Regions from separate parts of the Hordeum vulgare genome. Here region 1 is linked to region 2. Evidence: chromatin contacts called from public Hi-C data. All regions are on one chromosome and are shown on one strand. Each heading gives the region's core, a stretch centred on a gene start, on an enhancer-like site or on the middle of the called end of the contact. The rest is flanking DNA. Distances are from core to core; before and after follow the strand shown.

Region 1 (3,915 bases), core at 1,349-3,848, 340 kb after region 2:
GAAATACTTGTAGTTGGGGGAACTTGTACTAGTTTCCCCCAACTACGAGTATTTCGGTACAGAGGGAGTATATGCTTTCTTGATATAGTCATTCTCACTCCATATCGAGGATAGTACATCTTATCTGTAGCTGAATCGCCACAAAGACTTAAATTTCCCTCAACTGTTCAGCTTCTAGCAAGTGATTGACGTTTCTGCTATATATTTTGGATTCAAGCCTAGTGCATAACTGTCGATTACGTGGAACTAGAAAGCAAATTCAGGGCCTACAAACTACAAGTAGTAACAGTCTAGACAAGGCAGGTTGCTATCTCAATTAAGTTGAAGAAGATTGAACGCATGGGTTTAGAGGTACTTAAGCATGCCAAAGAAGCAGAGCCTTACATGAGATACAACTTCACATATACTAATTGCAAAAATATTTAGGTACTAAATTACATAGTCCAAAGTTCAAACCTTCACGAACAAGTCTGAACGAATAATGCACGTCACAGAGAATGCAATAGCAATTGATGACAAGCTTGTGTACAACCGAAGAAACACTGCCACAGTCCGCCTCCGCCCTGTGAAACACCAAACAACATGATCAGCTCAAACATCATCATCAACATGATCAGCTAGAACACAACGCAATAATCTGATGAGGGTAGCTGGATAAAACAATGGCATAAAAGGATGCCCTACTGCGGACAACCAAATGGAGTATTGAAGATTATTTCTTCAGATGTCCACTGACAAAGTACATTTGCAACTTGGCGGGAGTAAACTTTGGATACCTACAAGCCTCTTGCAGAAATGCAGGGAAAGGTCGCGTACAAAAGACCCAAAGTGGCCGGACCCTTCCCCGGACCCTGCGCAAGCGAGAGCTATATGCACTGGGCTGCCCCTTGCCTTGTGACCATGAGATCACGGGTTCGAGTCCTGGAAACAGCCTCTTGCAGAAATGCAGGGAAAGGCTGCGTACAAAAGACCCAAAGTGGTTGGACCCTTCCCCGGACCCTGCGCAAGCGGGAGCTATATGCACCGGGCTGCCCCCTGCCTTGTGACCATGAGGTCACAGGTTCGAGCCCTGGAAACAGCCTCTTGCAGAAATGCAGGGAAAGGCTGCGTGCAAAAGACCAAAAGTGGTTGGACCCTTCCCCAGACCCTGCGCAAGCGGGAGCTATATGCACCGAGCTGCCCCTTGCCTTGTGACCATGAGGTCACGGGTTCGAGTCCTGGAAACAGCCTCTTGCAGAAATGCAGGGAAAGACTGCGTACAAAAGACCCAAAGTGGTCAGACTCGGACCCTGCGCAAGCGGGAGCTATATGCACAGCACCACGCTGCCTCAAACTTTGGATACCTACAACCCCTTGATCATTTATCCAATATGTCGAGAGACGGTTGGGGCAAGGATCAGAAGCTCATACAGTGCTGCAATTTGCTTGTCAGTATGGAAGGCCCATAATAACGTGTGCTGTAAACAGTCATACTTGTTTATCCTAACATGATTGTTTTTGAAGCGCTCAAGTGGAACTGTGGGAGTAGTACTATCTACAACTTACTAGGAAAGGTTTCGTGCTATGGATGCCAATCAATATACAACATGAAGGCTCTAACGAAGCTCATGAGTTAAGATAACCACGAGAATAATCGAAGTACTGAAGTCTCCTAGTTTCGCTAGTCCCACACAAGGAGTGACCTGTGACCATCGTCGGCGACTTGGCAATGCTTTCTCTGGATTGTCTATAGACTTTTTAGCTCAGTGACACCAATTATATAATTTCAACTCATAGTTTTAAGCTCCCCATTTTAGCTCAGTAATACCAATTTATATAGTTTTTCAGACTTCCACTGAACTATGCAGTCATTTCATCTACTGAAACTAGTAAAGGCTTGTAGGATCTCATGGCGATTTTGCTACTAAGACCAGATTGAGATCCAATGTTCTGGTCAGAAGACAGGGAATCTGGAAACAAAAGCTCAGAACAGTTGTAATGGACTCATCACCAAATTCCCCCAACAGAATGGCCAGCAGCCCGGCGGCCACGGACAGCACGGCGAACTTGTTTATCTCCGCCCCCTTCGACAGCGACAGCAGCAGCGACGCGCCCCCAGCGACTTGGTGCAGCATCTACAGAAAGCAAACCACGACGAGCACTTGTCAGATCAGCGATGACAAGAATGGTGAGCCAGCGCGCCGGTCCGTACCTGCACGAGGATGAGCCGGGCGAGGCGGGATCTGCCGTCGGCGACCCTCTGGTACCCTGCAATGGCGCGCGAGAATCGCGGATGTTTTGGGGCTGGATTAGGCCTGCCGAAGCGAACAAGAAGGTAGCTCGGGTTTGGGGTTTTGGTGCGCTGGATGCTTACGGGAGTCGACGACCATGCGGTAGGAGAAGTCGGAGCCATCCGTGCCGGACGGCCGGCCGCGCCGCTGCTGCATCGGGATGGACGACGACGGCGACGGTGCTCGCGGGGAAGGAAGGAGAGGTCTGTCCAGGCAGGAGGCGCCTTCCTGCGTGCGAGAGTCTTGTAGACAGAAAATACGCCTCCTAGTCACAGATGCGTAAAGAAAGGGAATACGCCTGTGGTGCTATTAAGCGTCAGGCGATCAGAGACACGCACAAACACGACGGCGCAGTCTCCGGCACACTCGCAAGTCGCAGCCACCTGTCCACTCCGCCGCCGCCATTCCCACAGAGACTGTCTCCATGCCTGTCACACCTGACCAGTCCGCAGGCACTGGCGCTGGGGATGCCTCGAGTGGTCCTACTGCCGCCGCCGCTGTCTGCGACGACGTGCACGACTCCAAGGAGGTCGTCCTGCGGCGGTACTTTCTCCAGGAATGGGAGCTGGTCTCCGCCATCCTCCGCCGCATCGTCGCCGCTGGCGGCGTCGCGGAACCCGCCGACGTCCACAGGATCCGCTCCATCGTAAGCTCTCTCCCCCACCCCTTCTCCGGATGTTACCTGTCGCTGAACCATAGATCCCTACGAGAATAATGCCTAGCCCTGTAAGAAAATGCTGGATTCTGCTTGTCTGGTCACGGAAGAGCTTAATCTGTTTCAGCGTTGATTGTTAATTGCACACACAAAATCTGAAGAGGTCATGTAAATTTTCAAGCCCCGTGCTCTTGGGAAATGGCAAACCCTTGTTTGAATGCCTTTTTTTTTCAGTGAACACTCGATGAACGCTCCATAGTGTAGGGTGCTGTTTAAGCTGTTTAGTGGACTAGCTATCAAATTTGCACTGGGAATTGATTGGTTTTGTCAATCTGTGAACTAGTGCAATTTATGCCAAACCCTTCATGCTTAAAAGCTTGATACAAATTAATGCCATGGTTTTTGTTGGGAAATAGATGGACAAATATCAAGAAGAAGGTCAACTTCTCGAGCCATACCTAGAAGACATCATCTCACCACTTATGTCCTTGGTTCGATCAAAGATAATGGAACTTGGTGCTGCCACAGATGAGCTCCTTGAAATCATCAAGCCTCTGTGTATTATCATCTACACCCTGGTTACAGTCTGTGGGTATAAGAGCGTCATCAAATTCTTCCCTCATCAGGTTTCTGATCTAGAGCTTGCAGTTGCTCTCCTTGAGAAGTGCCATACAATGAGCTCAGCGACAGCTCTTAGGCAAGAGAGCACAGGAGAAATGGAGACGAAGTGTGTCGTTCTGTTGTGGCTTTATATACTGATATTAATTCCGTTCGATATCTCCTCCGTTGACACGAGCATTGCTGCCACTGCTGACGTGCCTGGGTCTGAGGTTGTTCCGCTTGTGACAAGGATATTGGACATCTGTAAGGATTATCTCTCCAACTCTGGTCCGATGAGAAGGATGTCAGGGTTGCTGCTTGCAAGGCTGTTGACTCGTCCAGACATGCTGAAGGCCTTCAGCAGGTTATCTTTTTCAGCTTATAGCCATT
Region 2 (3,821 bases), core at 392-2,891:
CGCCGGGGATGACGGGCCAGGTGGTGGGTCCTTGTGGCGGCACCGGTGACGGCAGATCTTGGGATCCCGCGACCGGGCTCGTCGCAAGATTCGGTACTGGCTGCGAGTCGGGAAGACAAAGTTGCCGGTGAAAACCGAGCCGACGGCAGACGATGGCGGCGTTCTGCGCCGTTACCTTGATGAAGACTTCGTCATGTAACTACTGTCGATCCACTCGTGCTGCTCCAGGGGAAACCCTAGGATCTGGTTTTCCAGATCGGAAGATGGCAGCACTGCGGTGTCGTTCCTCTCTAGGGAGCATCGTTTGTGGAGCAGCGCTGGAAGATAGAGGCAGGAGGTGGAGCGTCTTCGTCCTGCACGGAGCTTCGGTGGTGATGTCAGGTCATGCCCGGCCGACATGTGCTACGCTTTGTCATGCCTGTTCGGCAGGTGCTACGCACGACAGATCTTACATAGTCTTTGCGTCTGGATGGATGAGCGCAGGGAGGTGGCACCGTTGGGCGACGTGGTGGCGTCGACGGATGGCCGGACTGGCATGGATGATGCAGATTTCTCTCCTGAAGATGGGTCAGCGGTTCGATGATGATGACGGCTTCTAAAACGTGTGCGTGTGGTGTACGCTTTAGGTCTGCTGCACCGGCTGTTAGTTCCGATACGTTATGTGAATGGATCGGCGACGACATCGGTTTTAGATACGTGAAGTGAGAGCACTCCACATTATCGCGTTTTGTAGGTGTGAGTGGGGGCTTCAGGTGGCTTGATGTATGTTCTTGTCAGACCTTTGTTGAATAAGTAATAAAGATGGCTGTATGCATCGATTGATGCAGAAGCCGGGGGTCTTAACCTCCTTTTCCAAAAAAAAAATGTTGTATAAGTTCAATTTGATTGTAACTCTACTAAAGTCAGTACACATGAATTCCTTAGCATATTACCAATTTACCATAGTATTAGTGTATTGCCCCCTCTGTCTCTGATCAAACACACAAAGCGTGTCTACACACAGCCGATTTAGAAAAAAAAGTTAAAACATCTTAAAATGGTGAACGGGGGAGTACCAAACATGGGTCCTCACCGCGACGGTATCCAGCCCGGAGAAATCCAATGCCCCACCGGAGCTGCCAAGCAGCCGCACCGCCGCCTCGGTCTCCCGGAGAAGCTTCCGGCTCCGCTCATAGCTCACGTCCTCCACGCCCCACAGCTGCTTCTGCACGACCACGCCGCGCGTCAGAGGCGAAGCCCGTGCATCATGAGCGATCAGGCAATGGAAGGGTTGGAGCCCCAGGGACCTATATATAGACTTAAATACCTCGGTGGCTTCGCGGCCGTGCACGGTGCCGGCGAACGAAGCGACGGCGCGGCAAACCTTGCCCCACTCGAGGAGGCGGAGGCTGCGGGCGGAAGGCGAGGCGGAGGCGGCGACGACGAGGGCGCGTAGGCGGCGCGGGCGGGGCTGGGAGACGGATGGGGAGAGAGAAGGAGGGTAGTGGAGGGAGATAGAGGCGGAGAGGCGAAGCATGGAGGAGCCGTGGAGGAGAGCAGTGGCGGGGAGGGGCAAACGGCGCCGGTGTGTTCGGATAGAACTGGGCTGCAGGGGCGTGGGCGAACGCACGGCCGAAGGTTTTTCCGCGGCTAGCCAGACCTGCACTACAGCCTTCGGAGTTCGGCTTGTTGTACACGGATTTGAACGGTTTGCGCTTGCGCGTTGCCAATTCCATTCTTAGGGGGTGTTCGTTTCCAGAAACTTTTTGGTGCATGACTAAAAAAAGTTTAAAAAAATCCCATGTGAAACAAATAGGAGGGACTTTTAGGGACTAAAAAGGGGTATTTGGGACTATTTGGAGAAGTCCCGATGAGAGGGTCTTTTTGGGACTTTTTTGTCACTTTTTCCAACAATGCCCCTACTTTTAGCATGTCATTTAATAACTACTACATTACTAAGGGTAACATGGTCTTTTTGCATGTCATTTAATGACCTCTAGTCCCTATTTAGTCCCTGAAAACAAACAGGTAGGGACTAGGGACTTTTAAGTTGCGACTAAAAAAAGTCCCGGGACTTCTGAAATAAACAGGGCCTTAGGTTGTTGTAATGGAGATTTCATATACTAATATTATATATACTAGCCAAATATGCCCGGCGTTGTAACGGAAGATAAAATATTATGCCCTAGCCAAATAAGTATGGTTCAATACCTTGATGTATGAACGTTCTCTTTTTTCTTTAACACGGTAGCTCATCATGTTGACACTTATTTATTTATTCAATCATCTTTAATGATGTTCGGCGTGTCCATGTAATCACAATGCATTTGATGTAGTAAATCTTAAGGTTATAAGCTTGTCACTGCACGCCACACTTGTTATTATGTAGCATAATGGAATGTTTAAAACTTTAACAACTAATCTCGTCGATCACAAACTACTCCCAATTCCTAGGCATATAAGCACTTCTCAAAAACCAATTAAAACCTAAACCTAAAAAACTTAACCGTTCAAATTCTAGAGCTATTTAGATCAATTTTATGAAAAACCACTAAAATAGACCACGTGACAGTATGAAAATAATAATCATTATTAACATAATTTCAAATAATATGAAAATCAATATTAAGCCACTGGTACATAAATCTCATGTCAACAATTTAGTGTCCATCGCTTTTGGCAAATGAACCGCTTTTTGCCTGGTTTTTATTCTTATTATCTTACATTTTTATCTTTTCTTTTTGGTTTCACATTTTCTCTTAGTTTTCTATTTACCTTTTTATTTATTTCTTTTTCATTTTTCCTAAGATCTTCCAAATTTTGGAATATTTTCTGAATACTAAACATCATTTTTGAAATAATGAACATTATTAGATATCGTAAACATTTTTAAAATTCATGATTTTTTTACAAAGTCCTAAATTTCTGAATAATAAACATTGTATGATTTCATGAACAGTTTTTTAGAACTCACGTCTTTTAAAATTTGGATTTTTAGGAAATTATGAATTAATTTAAAGATAGGTAAAACAAAAATTGAAATGAGAAAAGAAAGGCATAAAAATAAAGATAAAAATATTGGTCGGACCATGAACCCGTATCAGGGAGGAGGATGTGAATGCTAGCTGCAATAAAAAGAGAAAAGGGGACTCAAAAAAGACGTTAGGATCAAGGTTCAACCCAGGGTCTGCACTATATGAGGGCAAGGCTTCCGCCACTTTGCTACACATGTGTTTGTGACACTATTGTGTCCAACCATATAAGAACGAAACCACATGACGATTTTGACAGGAAAAGAAATCTGAATCGTTTTTTGACTTGTGGATGGCATGGTGGATAATTTATGGCAACTTTAAGGGCAAAAACTATGATAGATGACCAGAAACACTATTTGATGTATTATTAGGTAAAGATAATATTTTTTTAATCATGCATATGATATTAGTGTATGATATAACATCCGTGTATCATAAAATAGTTCATTTATTGTCATGTATGATACTATCATGGTAGCACATCATTTAATATGATACGAAACATGATATGATACTTAACCTTCTTTTTCTTTAATTAATTCTATGACACCTCATTAAAATTATTTAATCGACATGCATGATACTATATATGATACTTTCATTACAATCAGCCTTATGTGAATATTCATTTCTAAACTCAGACTCATCTGATTTTGATGAACTGTATATTCAAAAATATTCTAGAATATATATATATATATATAGAAAGTCTATTCGTCATCCAGGGTGCAAAATAAGTTATTCTTCACCCAGACAATCTTACGACCGTTTCATAAATAAATTATATTTGAAATACCAAAAGTTACA

The links. Hi-C and Micro-C count contacts between places; a contact is called where the count stands out from the background.
Region 1: a contact with region 2 is called in a Hi-C map of seedling, with 6 times the contacts expected there. The contact joins the promoter of LOC123434543 here to the promoter of LOC123434507 in region 2. A contact is called at or near these places in 6 of 6 Hi-C or Micro-C datasets (leaf, seedling and an unstated tissue) and 1 of 1 datasets of contacts at active chromatin or transcription factors (embryo).

What each region holds. Positions count from the first base shown.
Region 1 is chr1H:334,249,088-334,253,002 of MorexV3_pseudomolecules_assembly, forward strand. It overlaps LOC123434543 (tubulin-folding cofactor D), which reads left to right and starts at 2,599. Exons shown (of 17, transcript XM_045115518.1): 1 at 2,599-2,916; 2 at 3,342-3,889. The coding sequence starts at 2,695. LOC123434575 reads right to left here and starts at 2,508. Exons shown (of 6, transcript XM_045115520.1): 1 at 2,354-2,508; 2 at 2,192-2,247; 3 at 1,991-2,114; 4 at 457-563. The coding sequence starts at 2,426.
Region 2 is chr1H:333,909,556-333,913,376 of MorexV3_pseudomolecules_assembly, forward strand. LOC123434507 (endonuclease MutS2) reads right to left here and starts at 1,642. Exons shown (of 20, transcript XM_045115516.1): 1 at 1,307-1,642; 2 at 1,073-1,204. The coding sequence starts at 1,516.